2 separate regions of the Hordeum vulgare genome follow, and region 2 is linked to region 1. Evidence: chromatin contacts called from public Hi-C data. All regions are on one chromosome and are shown on one strand. The core of a region is the stretch at or near the end of the contact, and the rest is flanking DNA. Distances in the headings are between cores, read along the strand shown. Region 1 holds the start of LOC123448891 (ubiquitin-activating enzyme E1 3-like). Region 2 holds the start of LOC123448892 (protein MALE DISCOVERER 2-like).

The links. A called contact is a pair of places that touch in the nucleus more often than the background predicts.
Region 2: a Hi-C map of seedling shows a contact between it and region 1, with 2.6 times the contacts expected there. The contact joins the promoter of LOC123448892 here to the promoter of LOC123448891 in region 1. A contact is called at or near these places in 3 of 6 Hi-C or Micro-C datasets (leaf and seedling) and 1 of 1 datasets of contacts at active chromatin or transcription factors (embryo).

What each region holds. Positions count from the first base shown.
Region 1 is chr4H:448,412,177-448,419,431 of MorexV3_pseudomolecules_assembly, reverse strand. It overlaps LOC123448891 (ubiquitin-activating enzyme E1 3-like), which reads right to left and starts at 3,877. Exons shown (of 7, transcript XM_045125927.1): 1 at 3,658-3,877; 2 at 3,248-3,531; 3 at 1,610-1,827; 4 at 1-768. The coding sequence starts at 3,518.
Region 2 is chr4H:448,598,571-448,605,825 of MorexV3_pseudomolecules_assembly, reverse strand. LOC123448892 (protein MALE DISCOVERER 2-like) reads right to left here and starts at 3,501. Exons shown (of 6, transcript XM_045125928.1): 1 at 3,170-3,501; 2 at 3,012-3,075; 3 at 1,744-2,180; 4 at 1,472-1,662; 5 at 1,264-1,396; 6 at 1-476. The coding sequence starts at 3,245.

The DNA of each region.
Region 1 (7,255 bases), core at 2,628-5,127:
ACAAGCCTTCACAACTTCTTGACCAACAATACCACCAAACATTGCAGCCATTGGGTTCAGAACAGCTCTAGAACCACTTGCAAAATGTTGCAGCAGCTTCTCATCAAGTTCATCCATCTTGTAATCAATTGCGGCCTCGTTAATAGAAGCAGTAAACTCCACAAATTTTCGAGCATCCTGGTCACAACCAGCAACAGGGAAGCGCCCAAACTTTTCTCTGAACTTATCCAAGGCTAAAAATGCGAAGTGAAGCAGCGGAGGACGCTGGTATTTTGAAAAATCACTCAAAAGGAAATTCCCTGGTTCTTTTATACATTCTCTCAGACTCTTGAACTCTAAGATCATTGGTTCTTTCACCTGTGTAACAATCCCACCTTTTGCGTAAATGCCAAAGTTACGTGTATCCTCCTCGATGCAAAATGAAAATGGTCTTGCGTCTACTATCTTCCTGGGCTTGCCATCATTCAATTCTGTCATCCCACTGACCTCTGTGAAAACAACAAGATCACCATCTTGGAATTCAAGGCGCTCATCATCAACGCAGGAAACCATTGCTGGATTGTCATTGCTGATGGATGCAATTATACCAGTATGGGGATCTTCACCATCAACATCAAGAACAGTAAACTTAGGCCCAAAGTCACAAAACACGCTACCAAAAAGACCACAGACTTCTGTTTTGATGAATGGAATTGGAGGCTCGTGGCTACGACAGTAATCATTAAATTCAACCGCCTTGTCTAGACTTAAGTTGGTGAAAACAACAGACTGCAAATAAGAGGTACAATCAGCATATAAGCGGGGAGGAGTACATGTTTGATAATAAAACACAAACACACCGCGACAAAAAACTCAGCAAATGGTGTCAACTAATTAGTGTGTGATGGTGACCAACTATGTAGCTTTAGTTATTCACATTAGCTTCAGTCACCAAGCTTACTAACTGCACAGCTGACATGCAGGTCACTTGAAAGTACACTGCATATATAGATCGTCAATATATCAGCTATGACACATGTAGTGAAACAAATGAGTTCTCAGCTAAAGAAAAAGGGAGTTCTACAGGGTGTTATGAAAGAAATAGTTTGGCACTACTACGAGGAACAATTACTCATCAGTATATTGACATCAAATGCAGATTAAGGCCTGTGCCAATGCAAGTTTCTTAGCGCGGTTTCATAGGCATTTTGCTTATGTGGCACTGTATTTAATGAAGAGAGATAGTGAGGTTGTATCTTAGCTAACATACAACCTTGACACGTGGCCATAGGCAAAAAAGAGGTGCTAACCCAATCACATGCATGCATGAACCACAAAACATTAAATTTAGATACAACACATAAGATACAATGCATTGTACTAGTTGTTTCTTATGTTTTTATTACGCATATGATTACGTGCGAAGAGACGATGCATTGGCACAGGCCTAAGGTCCACACGAATTTACATATTACCATCCAAAACAGAAATTAGCTTAAACAGATAATAACATTCCAATTGATTTCAGGCATAGTTCAAAAAGGTAAAGTTATTTTATTAACCTTGATGGTCACTACTATTGAACAAGAATGGTGCTGACAAAATTTAACACATAGTACAGTTAACAGACCTGGAACTTAGAAAGGTGTTCAGTAGTCAGTTCTTCCGTCAGAGCAGCTATAAGAACAGCATTGTTAAGTTCTTGCAGCTTTTCAACACAAGCAGCAGCCCTGTTCTTCCCAATATCATCCTCGGATAGGAAGAAATTGCCAGATAGGTCCCACATATCCACATTTTCTACATCATGTAGGGTGACAGATTTAACACCCGCCAGAGCAAGATTCTTTGCTGTATGGAAGAATTATATTAGTTACAAACATGCAATCCACACGCATAGGACTATGATAATACCATACAAATATCAATAAGCAAACCATGCATTAGAATGTGTGCACGGACAAACAGGAAGAAGGAATATAATTGATCATTAATGACCATATTAATTTGCCCAATGAGACATGAAAATGCTAGCTAAATAACTCAGATTCCTGGACTGAGCAGAAGAAGAAAGGAAAATGGTTGCTAATTTATAACCATATCACTTGCCCAATTAGACATGAAAATGCTAGCGACATATCTCGTGTTCCTGGGCTGAGCAGGAGCAAGAAAGGGAAGAATTACAATCCACTAATTTTACCAACTCAGTATGATAACTACATTTCCCTCTTCCAGGAGGCTTATCTGCTTGTGTGTTTCCTTTTCCAGGAGGCTCATCTGTTTGTGCAACTACCGCCTATCAAACCAGGGTACTCAGATTATTTTGTGTCCTGTTGCCAGTGCTGCATAGCATAGCTCGGTTGCTACATGCAGCATGTGCCCCTCGGACATCTCAGGTTTGATTCCTCAGAATCGTTGGGTGCTCACTCCCCTCTAAAAGGACTTGCAAGATATCCATGCCTAAAGTGCCAGGAAAAAAAAACATGCCGGGCTAGATCATTCTAACACCCAAATCTGGTTTTGATAATGTCGGTCAGTCTGGTAAGTCAGAACTAGTAACTGCATCTCCATAGACTATTACATTAAACAGTTTCACTAAGGCAACAAGCAGTTCAGGGCTTTTGACAGTTTGCAAAACCAGTAATTCTATCAACTGTCTGTACCATTTTCTCGCCTGTTTCTAGTGGCAATTACAAAAGCTACCAATGTAAACACGAAGTAGGATCACAAAACAATCAACAACATGTAGTAAATAGAAGTAGTCACCACTGTGTATAACAATAAAGACATGCCTTGGGAATTCTAGGCAAAAATATATAAGCAAATCTGCATAATAAGCAGAAAAGGGGCATATTTGATTTGCATTTCTCTATGAAACACTACAAACTCGGGATGCAGCAAACAATCTGATGATCATAGCAGCATATGTCAGTAATTTAAGGCTTCACTCTGTTTGAACAAATAAGACATCAGATAACTATACAAAATGTATTTCTCTATCCAGCAACTCAGCCCTGTCTGCACATATATGGGGAAAATCGAAGTAATCGCAGATCCATGTTTCTCAATCCAGCAACTAAGCAAGTAATCACAGATTCCAAATTACCAACAAATATTTAAGAGCAGCAAAACAGAACGCAACAGTAACGGCGCCAGCGCGCCAAACATTAGATATCAATGTAGTACGTAGTAAATAAAGCACTAAATCACCTGTACTAAAATAAAGCACTAAATAAATTAAAGTAAATCACAAATCGAAGGAGGCACGTACCTGTCTCAGCCCCAAGCCCGTTTAAGCCGGAGACGAGCACGTTGGACGCAAAGAGCAGCCGCATCGTCTCCCTCCCGTACACGGCGAGCTGCCTGCTGTGAAGGTCCTCATCGATCTCCGCCACCCCGTTCCCGTTACTTCCCCCGCCAACCGTCTCCCCGGCAACCATGGCCTCCGACCCCGCCTCAGCCGCCGATTCCCCTACCCGAGCCTTCTTCGCCGCCGCGTCGCCGCTGTCCTCAGCGCCGTCCGCTCTCTTCGTCGGAAGCATATAGCGCGGCCCCCTGCATCGCGCAGCATAAAACCAAATCAGACGCCAAAACCCGCACCCTAAAACCCCAGAAATGGCGATCGGAGCGCACGGATCGAGGCATCGGAGCCGATCCGAATCGGCGGTGGCGGGACCTTACCGGTGCGGGCGATCGGAGTGGCGGCTAGGGTTCGCGCGGCGCCCGCGGCCTTGAGGACGGCGTGTCGCTTGTGAGGCTACCTTCGGCTTGGGGGCGAAGCCGGTGGAATGGCGTATATATAGAAAGGGGCGGGCGCGGTGGGGTTTTGCGGCAAGGCAAGGTGGTGGTGGTGTTGGATTGAGTCGCCGATGCGGCGCGGTGGAGAGGCTTGGGGGTGGGGAGGGCAGAGGGCTTCCACGAATCTTGGCCGTTGGTGTTTGGGATGGACAAGCCTGATAAGGCAGGCCAGGCCGGATGGGTCGCGCTTTGGTTCGACTGGATGGCGAAGTGAAAGCATTGATTAAAAGCTAATTCAGCATTAAATTAAAACATTATGGAAATGTCCGTTACTCCCTCCAATTACAAACTTTACGAATTTTGACTTTAAAATACCAAATGCATGACACTGGATACATCATCAATTATATTTTCATATTTTGTTGATATTGCTATCAATTATTCGGGCACGGAGAATATTGATAGAAATCTCAATAGCGATTCTAAATATTGATAATACTAGTAAATGTGTCTGTGCGTTGCTACGAATGATGATGTAATTAAACGAATCGAACAAACGATGAAGTTAAATGGATGAATTAGAATGCATGAATAGTATCATGAGGTGACACTAAGACCTGCAAATTTTATTCAATGGGAGAAAAAAAACATTGCTCACCCTAACCAATATATAAGTGTAGCTCAAGACTCATTTCCTAGGTCCACATTTTTCTATTTGAACACGAAAACCGTGTTGTCACTTATTATTATCCTCTTTTCGATCCTTGCCAATGGTGGCTACCGTGTTCACCTAAACATGGTGAGTCTCAAGGCGATGAAGTCGACCATGACCATACACATGTCACTGAGTCACGCTGATGCAAGAAATAAAACTTTGAAAAACAATATCATCGAGCTAGAAGTGAGGCCCACCCTTCGCAGTTATCTCCTGCTTGAATGGAATGTAGGTATCAAAGAGTCAGCTATTGATTCTGATGAGAACCTTTCTTGAGTTAGAATGGGGGACATCATTTACCAGGTGATAAACCGGGTACACATCCATAATGTTGAAAGTATGTTCTTAGTCGAAACCAAAGTGAGGAAATGAACAAAAATACCTCATCCCAGTCAAAGTTATCTCCACTATGCGGATCAAAGAGCACATCTCCTGAGGCAAGTTCAAAGCATATGCATGCAAAGGACCACGGGTCGACAGATGTAGAATACTTGGAGCCCAGAAGGACCTCAGGACATCTGTATTGCCTTGTTTGGATATCACTTGTGAACTGCTTGTACGTCCAACATGCATTTTCGAAGTCAACCAGCTTGGAGTCTAGTTCAGCTTCCCGAATACTGATGTTGCTATCAATTATTTTATTGATATTGCTATCAATTATTCGGGCACGGAGGACCTTCCCGAATATTGATACAAATCTCAATAGCGATTCTAAATATTGATAATATATTATCTATTATATTAACAGAAAAGACCTCTGCGCAAGATAATAAAAATAAAAATAAATAGTAAATCTGCTTTGCATAGGTACACATGCACAGAAACAATGATTATTAAAGTCAAAAGAAGCTATCTATGTGAAGGCTAATCGCATGAGGACTTGCATAGTTGAAGATGAAGACTTATATGCAGAAGAAATTCAATTATTCACCGGGAGACAATGCGTACGTGGAAAAGCAGTGACTTGAAACAATCCCAAAGATTCAAGCTTGTCGAGGCACTCTGTCGCCCTCTTACTTACACCATAGAAGAACACACATGCATGCTACTACAGTAAAATAAATAAATGAAGACTCCTGAAGGCCTCTCTCACGCCTAAAAAAGAGAAAAAAAAAAACAGCCTCTAAGAAACACAAGGCACACAAGAGTGAGAGTCCAGTGCTTCGAGCAAGAAGTGCAGCCTCGAGAGCACTCCTAATTTCCTTAGTAATAGTGCCACCATCATCGTTAGTAGAATAGCCAAAAAGGTGTTGTGATCGCGAATGATACTAGGGTATCCTTCTTAGATCTTGTAATCCCTTCAGGACCTCGCTAAAGAGAAAACCATATGTAAATTATATTGTAAAGATGATTTAGTTTCGTGCTTCATTTGGTATTTTTATTTATGAATTATATGATATAAGTTCATATGCTAGGCATCCCATAGAAGAAACCTCTGCCGGCATTTCTTTGTTTAGCCTGGTGCGGCGTCTGAATGAGAACCTTGTGACCGTAGAGAAGTGTTTTCTTCGGATGAAAACTGCGTGGAAAGATGATCAAAATTTACCCCATAAATTTGCAATTAAAATAATCAAATAAACAAACCTAGCTACATCCGAAATAACATAATAAAAAATATAATAAATACTGAGTTGGATATCACACTTGTGTGTACACCTACAGTCCTATTGACGGATTTGCTAGCCTTAATAGATCCTGCATTAAGATATAACCCGCTTAGTGACTAAAGAATGTGCAAATAGTAGTAAAGAATTAAATGTTGTTGCGAATAATGAAGTACTATTCTAAATAATGTACTAATACTCCGTCACGGTTTAGAAGGAGGTAGTAGTAAAGGTTATTGTGAATAGTGCGGTACCTAATGAATAATGAACAATATTCACATAAAAAGCGCATAGTTGTCCACCTAACACGTATTAGCCTAATTAATGTGATGAAATATAAAGTAAAATGTTTTTTATAACGCGTAGCTGTCGTCGATTTGATATATAATTTTTATATATCTTTGAGGAAAACACAAGATAATTTGGAGCAAAAGTTTGGAAGCTTATTAAAGAATACCAAACTTGCAGATAAATATTCCGGTTTGAATAATAAAATTGATCCAAACTTACATAAGATAGAAGAAGCAAAATCAAGACATAATACAGTTTACAAAAATAACGATTATATTTTGAAAAAAAGTATTATCAATATGCTATACCTAAGTAGAGGCAAAGGCTCGCTCCCTTGCATAGAAACAAGACAAGATATACTTGAAATAAAAAAGTTGTTGTAGAAAGTTAAAGCTTTGATTGTCTCGTAATTATATGATTGAATACAGCCAAGCATTAAACGAAGTAGCCAAATACTTATCACCTCTCGTCGGATTTTCTGATCAGAACTCACTAAAGGAAGATTCTAAAATAATAATAAGGAAAAATAATATAATTCTTCAACTACTAATCCAGACTAGTAGAATGCTTGTGCGTTGCTACGGGCTACAATGCATATACATAAATCAAACAGATGGTTAATGTCGCCTTCAAGATTGAAGCGCATTTCTTCTCATATGTTTCGACGTGTTCAGACATCAAACGGGCTAGCGGGCTCATTAAAATTCAACCGCATTGACAATCTCACCCCCCACCCCCACCACCATCAAATTCAGACCATATATGCGGGAGAAATGTATTTCTCAAACTATTTACCATGTTATGTTCAACAGGCGGTCCCAACACACAAAACGCACCCCACAACTCATCATTTCCTTTTCTTGCCGGACCCTCCACTTGCCGCTCGATTTCCCATCTCTGTCTCTCTCTCTTCCTCTCTCTCTCTCTCTAA
Region 2 (7,255 bases), core at 2,252-4,751, 190 kb before region 1:
CGCCGGCCTCCTCTTCGGGTCCGGGTCGACGCAGGACCTCGCCACCTCGCACAGCGCGCGCGCGGCCTCCTCGGAGAAGGAGGAGCCGATGCTGGGGTCCATCAGCTCCGCGAGCCGCACCTCGCCGTCCAGGTAGCGGGACGCCCACCGCTCCAGCGGCCCGTCCTCGTCGGAGCAGGCCACCCTCCCCGTCAGTATCTCCAGCAGCACCACGCCGTACCTGTGCACGGCGTTTTCCAGCTCCGATGAGGGGTCGAGGGCGCCATTGGTTGAACGAGGTGACGGTCCCTTCGCGTCGTCTGGGAATTCGAGGTCTGAGACCTTCGCGGCGAAGTCGTCGGTGAGGTATATGGTGGTCGAGTCCAAGCTCCTCGGCACCACGGGTGGGCTCAGCTGGTGCATGTGCTCGAGGCAGTAGGCGATGCCCATGGATATCCTCAGCCGCGTTACCCAGTCCAGCTTCTCGGCTTCTCTCACTGCAAAATGAAATTGACGGGGATGAGACATTGTGAAAAATGTTGATACACCGACTGACTGACACTCCGACAGTTAAGAAGTACTGTATGTAATTGGAACAAACTAGCTATCTCTTGTTAATAGATAGTAAGTAGGAGTACAACTTATATAGTTGATGCACACATACTCATATCTTGTGACTAACAAGATATGGTTGATTTTCAAGAGATGGAATTCAGTTAAGACAGGGGAAATTTTAAGATACTACCAAATTATGTCCCTAAAAATAGTACTAGCAAATTACGAGCCGTATGAGGCAGCAAACTCTCAAGCATGGTTCTAGGGGCAGTAATTCTACATAGTCATTTGGAAATTGCGGAAACCAAGTTGTTCAATTTCTCAAAAAAATGAAGTTGTCGAACAATGTGGGAAATTATATTGAAGGACATCATTGTTTAAAGATTACGAAGTGCTTTGACTTCAATAAGACCACATTCCTTTTTCTCTTTCTTCTCCTCTTTTTACGAAATCATATCTCTTTATTCTCCCTTCTATTTTATTTATATGACAAGTAATTCATAAGGGCAACACGGAGATCTTTATTGGTTGGAATCTGGTTGCTGAAGAGGTATGCATAGTTCATTTGTTGGAGAAACTTTATTGTAAGGTTTTGTGGGGTTATGGTTTACACCATTGTTAACAAATGTTCTGTGCATAAAGGATTTCTGTACTTACATGGTGAAGAGAACAGATTTGCGAAAAGGAGAAAAATTATAAATCATGGTAAGAAACTAAGAATGCACTTACCATGCAGATACTCAAAAAGTGTCCCATTTGGAGCGTATTCAAATACCATGGCTCTGGTAAAAGGATGCCCTTCCTCACAGTAGCCAAGCAAGTTCATAAAATTCCTGTGGTTTACTTTGGACAAACTTGTGATCTGAAAACATAACCATTGGAATCAAACATAGGCCAAACAGCGTGCATTTATACAAGCGGCGCAACTGAATGGTACCTTTTTCCTGTACTGTGATTCACATTCTTTGGACCAATCCTTTGCAGATGTTACCAAACTTGACGCAACTGCAATTTCAACTCCACTCGATAAAGTTCCCTTGTACATCATGCAGCTAGATGTAGAACCAATTATATTGCTGAAATCCTCGCTCGCTGATTCCAGCTCCGATCGTTTGAGTGCAGGCACACCTACAAATGTGATCAAATTGTTATGTGAAATTGGAACAAACTCCTAGATAACATACATGTCAAAGTGCAAACAAAGCATACCTGTTACAAAAGCTTTTTGCAGTTGTCCGCTAAGTCCTGTGACCCAAGGTTTCACAGTCCCCACCCTTTTAGCTCGGCAGTAGAGAGCACCAGCTGCTGATATGATAAGGAAGGCAGCAACCCCTGCTGCAACTAAACCATAGGTTGTCCAGGAATGCTTATGCACAGAGTGAGATGGAGTTTGAGCCGAATGATCGTGCCCAGCTCCCCCAGCTGCAGGCTTAAACTTAAGCGGGTGTGGAAGGTCTATTGATGGATCATGGCGTAAAGGGGATCGCTGTGGCGTTGGTTGTGAATAAAATGGCGATGGTGCACCTTCTGGTGGTGATGATATGAACGCTGAGGGTGATGGAGCAGACACTGGTCCTGATTTTGGAGCTTGTGCATGTGAGAAAAGGTACCCGGCACCTTGGTTTTCACCACCAATCTGCAGCAATCTTTTGAAAGTTCAAGAAAAGGAATAGTTAGGACTTGGGATGTACTCCCTCCGCAAAGAAATATAAGAGCGTTTACATCACTACGGAGGGAGTACTGTATTATCAAGATAAATATTTGCCATTTCTGATGATGGAAGTACAAAAATCACCTGCCTTTGATTCATCTACTATCATATTCACACGATCATTTTATATAATAAGAGATATAGTAAAATACAATATTTCTCTTTCAAATACCTATATTTTTATTTTTAAAGTTTAAAATTCAGTGAGAAAAAAAAAACTCTCACTCAACAGCCTACTGTCACATAGTATATCTCTCCATGACTACAATCCAAGTCTTTCTAAAATAACCACAGGCACCATTCGTGAATGCTAGAAAAGTAGCTACTACTGCAGAGCTTCACCCAGCAAACTGTCTCTGTTGATAAATATTCAAAGGGAAGCGAGGCAAATAGATCTTTTTTCATTAATAGTATAAAAATAAGTGAATAAGCCGACTTCCGATTTTTACAAGAAGAAAAATATCAGTAGGGATGTCAGTTTAGTTCAGAGCTGAAGAGTTGATGGTTCCAACCAAACTGGTAAATTTGTGGCATTTGTCACACATTAATGGTAATAGGCCAACACAAAAAAACACCTACTCCCTCGGTCCCTCCATAAAGATATATAAGAGGTTTAGATCACTAAATTAGTGATATTTCTTTACAGAGGGGTATTTTCTAGTTCCAACTCCAATCTAAAAAATCACAAACTCTGGATAGCAAAATCGCACTGATCCATTTCCTGCAAGCACCAAAAAAGAACCAGTTCCAGAATCTGAGCGCTCACCTACGACTAAAAGAAGCTCCATTACTGCTCAACTCCTCAGCTCCAACTCCGAACCCTCCAATCCCTGCAGCAGCAAATCAAAATGGCAAACGCCGTTAGCCCAAATGCATACCCAACAACTCGGAGCAATCCAAAGGTCGAGCAAAAGAGAAGTAAACCTGCTCCTCCTCCAAGCCGCCAAGAAAAAGCAAGCAGGAACAGAAGAAGGAGCCTGCGCGGCGGCGGCCACTCCATCGCAGCACGGGCCGAGAAAATAGCAGTGGAGGCGCAGTTGCTGGCGTCGGAGGGGAGAAAATCTGATCCGGAAGGTGGATGGCGGCGGTCACGGGAAGCGGGATGCCGGAGGAGAGACGGCGCGTGGTGTGGTTGGGAAGAGGGCGGTGGAGGCGGGCGGCGAAAGTGGCAGCCGAAGGTGGTGGAGAGGAGAGGGAAAGGGAGGCTGCACGAAGGCGACTACACAACAAGAAGCTTTTAGTTGGTTCTTTTTTCTCTTTCGTTTTAAAATTGTTTGGTTCGTTGATCTAATCATTCTCCACATACATGAATTGCGAACTAATGCAGTTTGCCCATCACTGTGGAACCAACCTCCTAGATTTCCTTCCTCTTCATTTTTGGGGTATAATCATGGTCTTCAACAACTTTGGCCGTTACTTTTTCACATGAATGTGAATTTTTACAACAAAAAATTACTTCATCCGTAAACTAATATAAAAGCATTTAAAATATTAGTTTAGTAATCTATACGCTCTTATATTAGTTTACAAAGAGAGTAATACTTTTTATTTGTAAAATGTGGTGCTATTAAAATGTATTAATTACAAAACTAGTTATAATTTATTTTAACGGTGCAATCGAACACTTATTCAAAATGTATGGGTGTGATTTTGACTAAACCCATTCTAGAAAGTTGTCTACTTGCGAAATGATGCAGCGTACACCAAGATATATGATTTCAAAATGTCTAAGTATCCGTAAAGATTTCTTACATGTGCATTCCCCTTGACAAATTGTTGTGAGATTCCTCACAATGGTTCTCATATCAATACTCTGCCACTTTGAAGAAATAGAAAATCTAACAATATTTACAGGTGATAATGTTTTTGCGATCGACACAAAAAAGAAAGGCAATATAGCCATCGAATGCGGATTATGTCCCTCCTAAGGCTAAGTTTTTTTTTTGAGTCCTCAAGAACAACAAAGACCGTTTTCTTCTGTCTTAGCCTCTTATGTAGACACAACTAATTTGCATACAAAATGACCATATGCAACGATTGATGCAGAGGCCGGGGGTTTGAACCTCTTTTTCTAAAAAAAACTAATTTGCATACATGGAGAAGGACCTCAACGGGCCACCTACTATGCTCCTTAGATGAAGTCGCAATGAGGTCATTTCACCTGTTGTTGGTGAGAAGGCTTGGAAGGTGAAGTAGCCCCAAAAATATATCCACATTATGATATATAGTCTTTACAAAAGGTGGGTGAGTGTTCAGAGGTTTAAAGACATTTGAAGAAAAGGCTTGTGAGGCGAGGCTATCATAAATCCTGATGTGCAAGATTAGGAAGGAGATCAAATGTGACATTTTGGCCTAGTCTATACTAGAATGGCATTTTCTTGTGCGAGGCCCGAGGAAGGACCTTTACAGGGTTCTTTGTTAATTGACATCCCTTTACTAGCAGTGATCTTGAATAATCGAGGAGTCTTGTGTAGATTTCATGTCCAACTACTTCATCCAAGTTTGAATTGTGGAAGAGGAATGTACATGATACTCCAACATTTCCCTCATGTTTACGTTCCTTTAGAGTTATGATGTGTGGGTGGTGGAAGCGGGATACACTAATTACTTATTGTGTTTACGAGGTTTTGAACCTAGAAACTTTTTGGTTGCAAGTCGTATGAACCTAACCATCTCACTACTAGTGTGAACCGATGGGGATGTACGACCAATGCATGTCGACGTTCTTCCTCTTGTCTAGACTGTTTTTGTCCTTAGACGTGGGATCATGTAGGTGGCAAATATCATTTTTTATATTGCATTGAAAGAGTCTTAAACTCAATACCTCTTGGTTTTGATACTATAATGAACGTGCAATGGTCAGTTATTCCCATATTATAGACTGTGGGAGAGGGTCAGAAATTACACTCCAACACCTTGTTGCAAAGTGCCACCCTCCCCTTCCATATACCATGTCAAAACATTGATGTATTGATGTCATGTGTCGATTGCAATGATGGTAGAAGCACATATACAAAGGGTACTTGTGACGCGTCCCACCACCTACTTGGGCTGCCCTAGTTGAACCATGGTATCATAGATGCAACACATACCGAACCTCTTGGTGTCAAAAAAGGACAAGAATGGCTAGGCCTACAAGCTAATTTCTTCGGCTCTTAGATAGTCTTGTAGTTAACAAAGAAGTGTTTCCGCTAGTGTATTCTTCATTATCTCTTTTCCGGGCAAAACCTCTCAGGATTCCATCGACATTCATCATAGAATTGGCAAGGATGACGCTTTTGTGTGTGATACATTCCCCTCCTCCTAGTTTTGGTTGAAATTAAATTTTCAAATACAATGTTAGTGTAGCGACAAAGGTAAAGCAACAATACCCTCATATGTCCGGTACGCTATGCAAAAACAAGGTCAAGCGATAACTCCTGCATATATCTGTCCACCCCTGGGTATGGATTTGGCTACAAGTTTGGAACATTTATTGAGGTAACATGTGAGCTTTATTGATTAGAAAATAATGTTCTTCAACAGATGGTAAATGTGGTTTTGGTTATAGTTCTAAAATATGTTTGATGTAACTTTTTAAAATTGCTGATAATTGTGTAATTTTGAGCAATTTTCTCTATCTTCATTCCTCCCCTTGACACCACGACACCATATTTATTCCCAGATCCCCATAAACACCAAACTAGCTCCTTCATTTGCTCCAAAATATTTGAAGTTCTAGATTTGTCTTAAGTCAAATCCTTTTAGTTTGATCAACTTTATATAATAATATTCTAAGCTCCACAGCATCTTTTCTTTACGGGGAGACCTCTACAACATCATATATATATATATATATATATATATATATATATATATATATATATATATATATATATATATATATATATATATATATATATTATAAAAGCATATGTTGCTGAATCTAATGAAGCTAATTTGATGTCGTAGATGTTGGTTTATTTTTCTACAAATTTAGTCAAACTTAATTTTGTTTCAATTCTTTTGAACCAATCAAGTACTTCCTCCGTCTTAAAATTCTTATCTTAGATTTGTATAGATATAAATGTATCCTGGGACCAAGTAAGTACTCAGCTATGGGTAAAAAGAAGAAGACAAGTATGTTTGAAGATCCTTTGGTTCCAGAAGAGACGCGCGTACAGGATAGGATGAAGGCCGATCCGAATTTGCTGCCTTTGCGTGGCCAAGTCCAATAGCCTGACTTAGCCACTACAAAGCATCCGATTTAAAACCGATGATCCATATCGATGTACTGTAACATGCGCTTTGTTTATAGATGCATCTGTTGACTGTTTTGCTTGTATGGATGCTACACTGTAAGTCTATAAGAGCAATTCTAATGTGGTGATCCATTTCATATGCCGTCGTTTGTTTGGATCGACGTGGATAAGAGAGAAGGCCCAACGCACCGATCCAAACCTAAATCGAGTCCGCTTTGCGTCCGTGCCGACGCATTTGCGGTCTAAATTTTCGTCTCAAATGCGTCGGTATGGACGCGAAACGGACGCCACACACGCCTTCACGGTGTCCGTCGCGTCCCACCTGACGGTCGTCCAACTGTCCACGGCCTACCTGGTCAACTTCATTTATGACCTCGGGCCCACGCGTCAGCGACGGCGGTCGTTTTTTTTAAGCCGACCGTGCGACGGGGCTGTCCTCATCCGCTTCCAGCCAAAAACCCTAAACCCCATCTAGCCACACTCGCTCCCCCATCGCCGGCAAAACCTAGCCACCCCGGCCGTGTAAGATGGTGCCCTTCTCCGGCGCCGACATCAGCAAGGCCAAGGGCAAGTCTCCCGCCGCTCCTTTTCCCTCGGAGTTCCTCATGTCTCCGCCGGCGCCAGATTGCCGGCCGAGGCAGCGCATCAACGTGCCAGTGCATCAGGTGGAGTGGCACTGGCAGCACCACGTGCCTCTCCCATACCCCGACGCTACCTTGCCGCACGACTGGCACCTGGATTCAGAGACGATCTCAGTGCTGACGGCGTC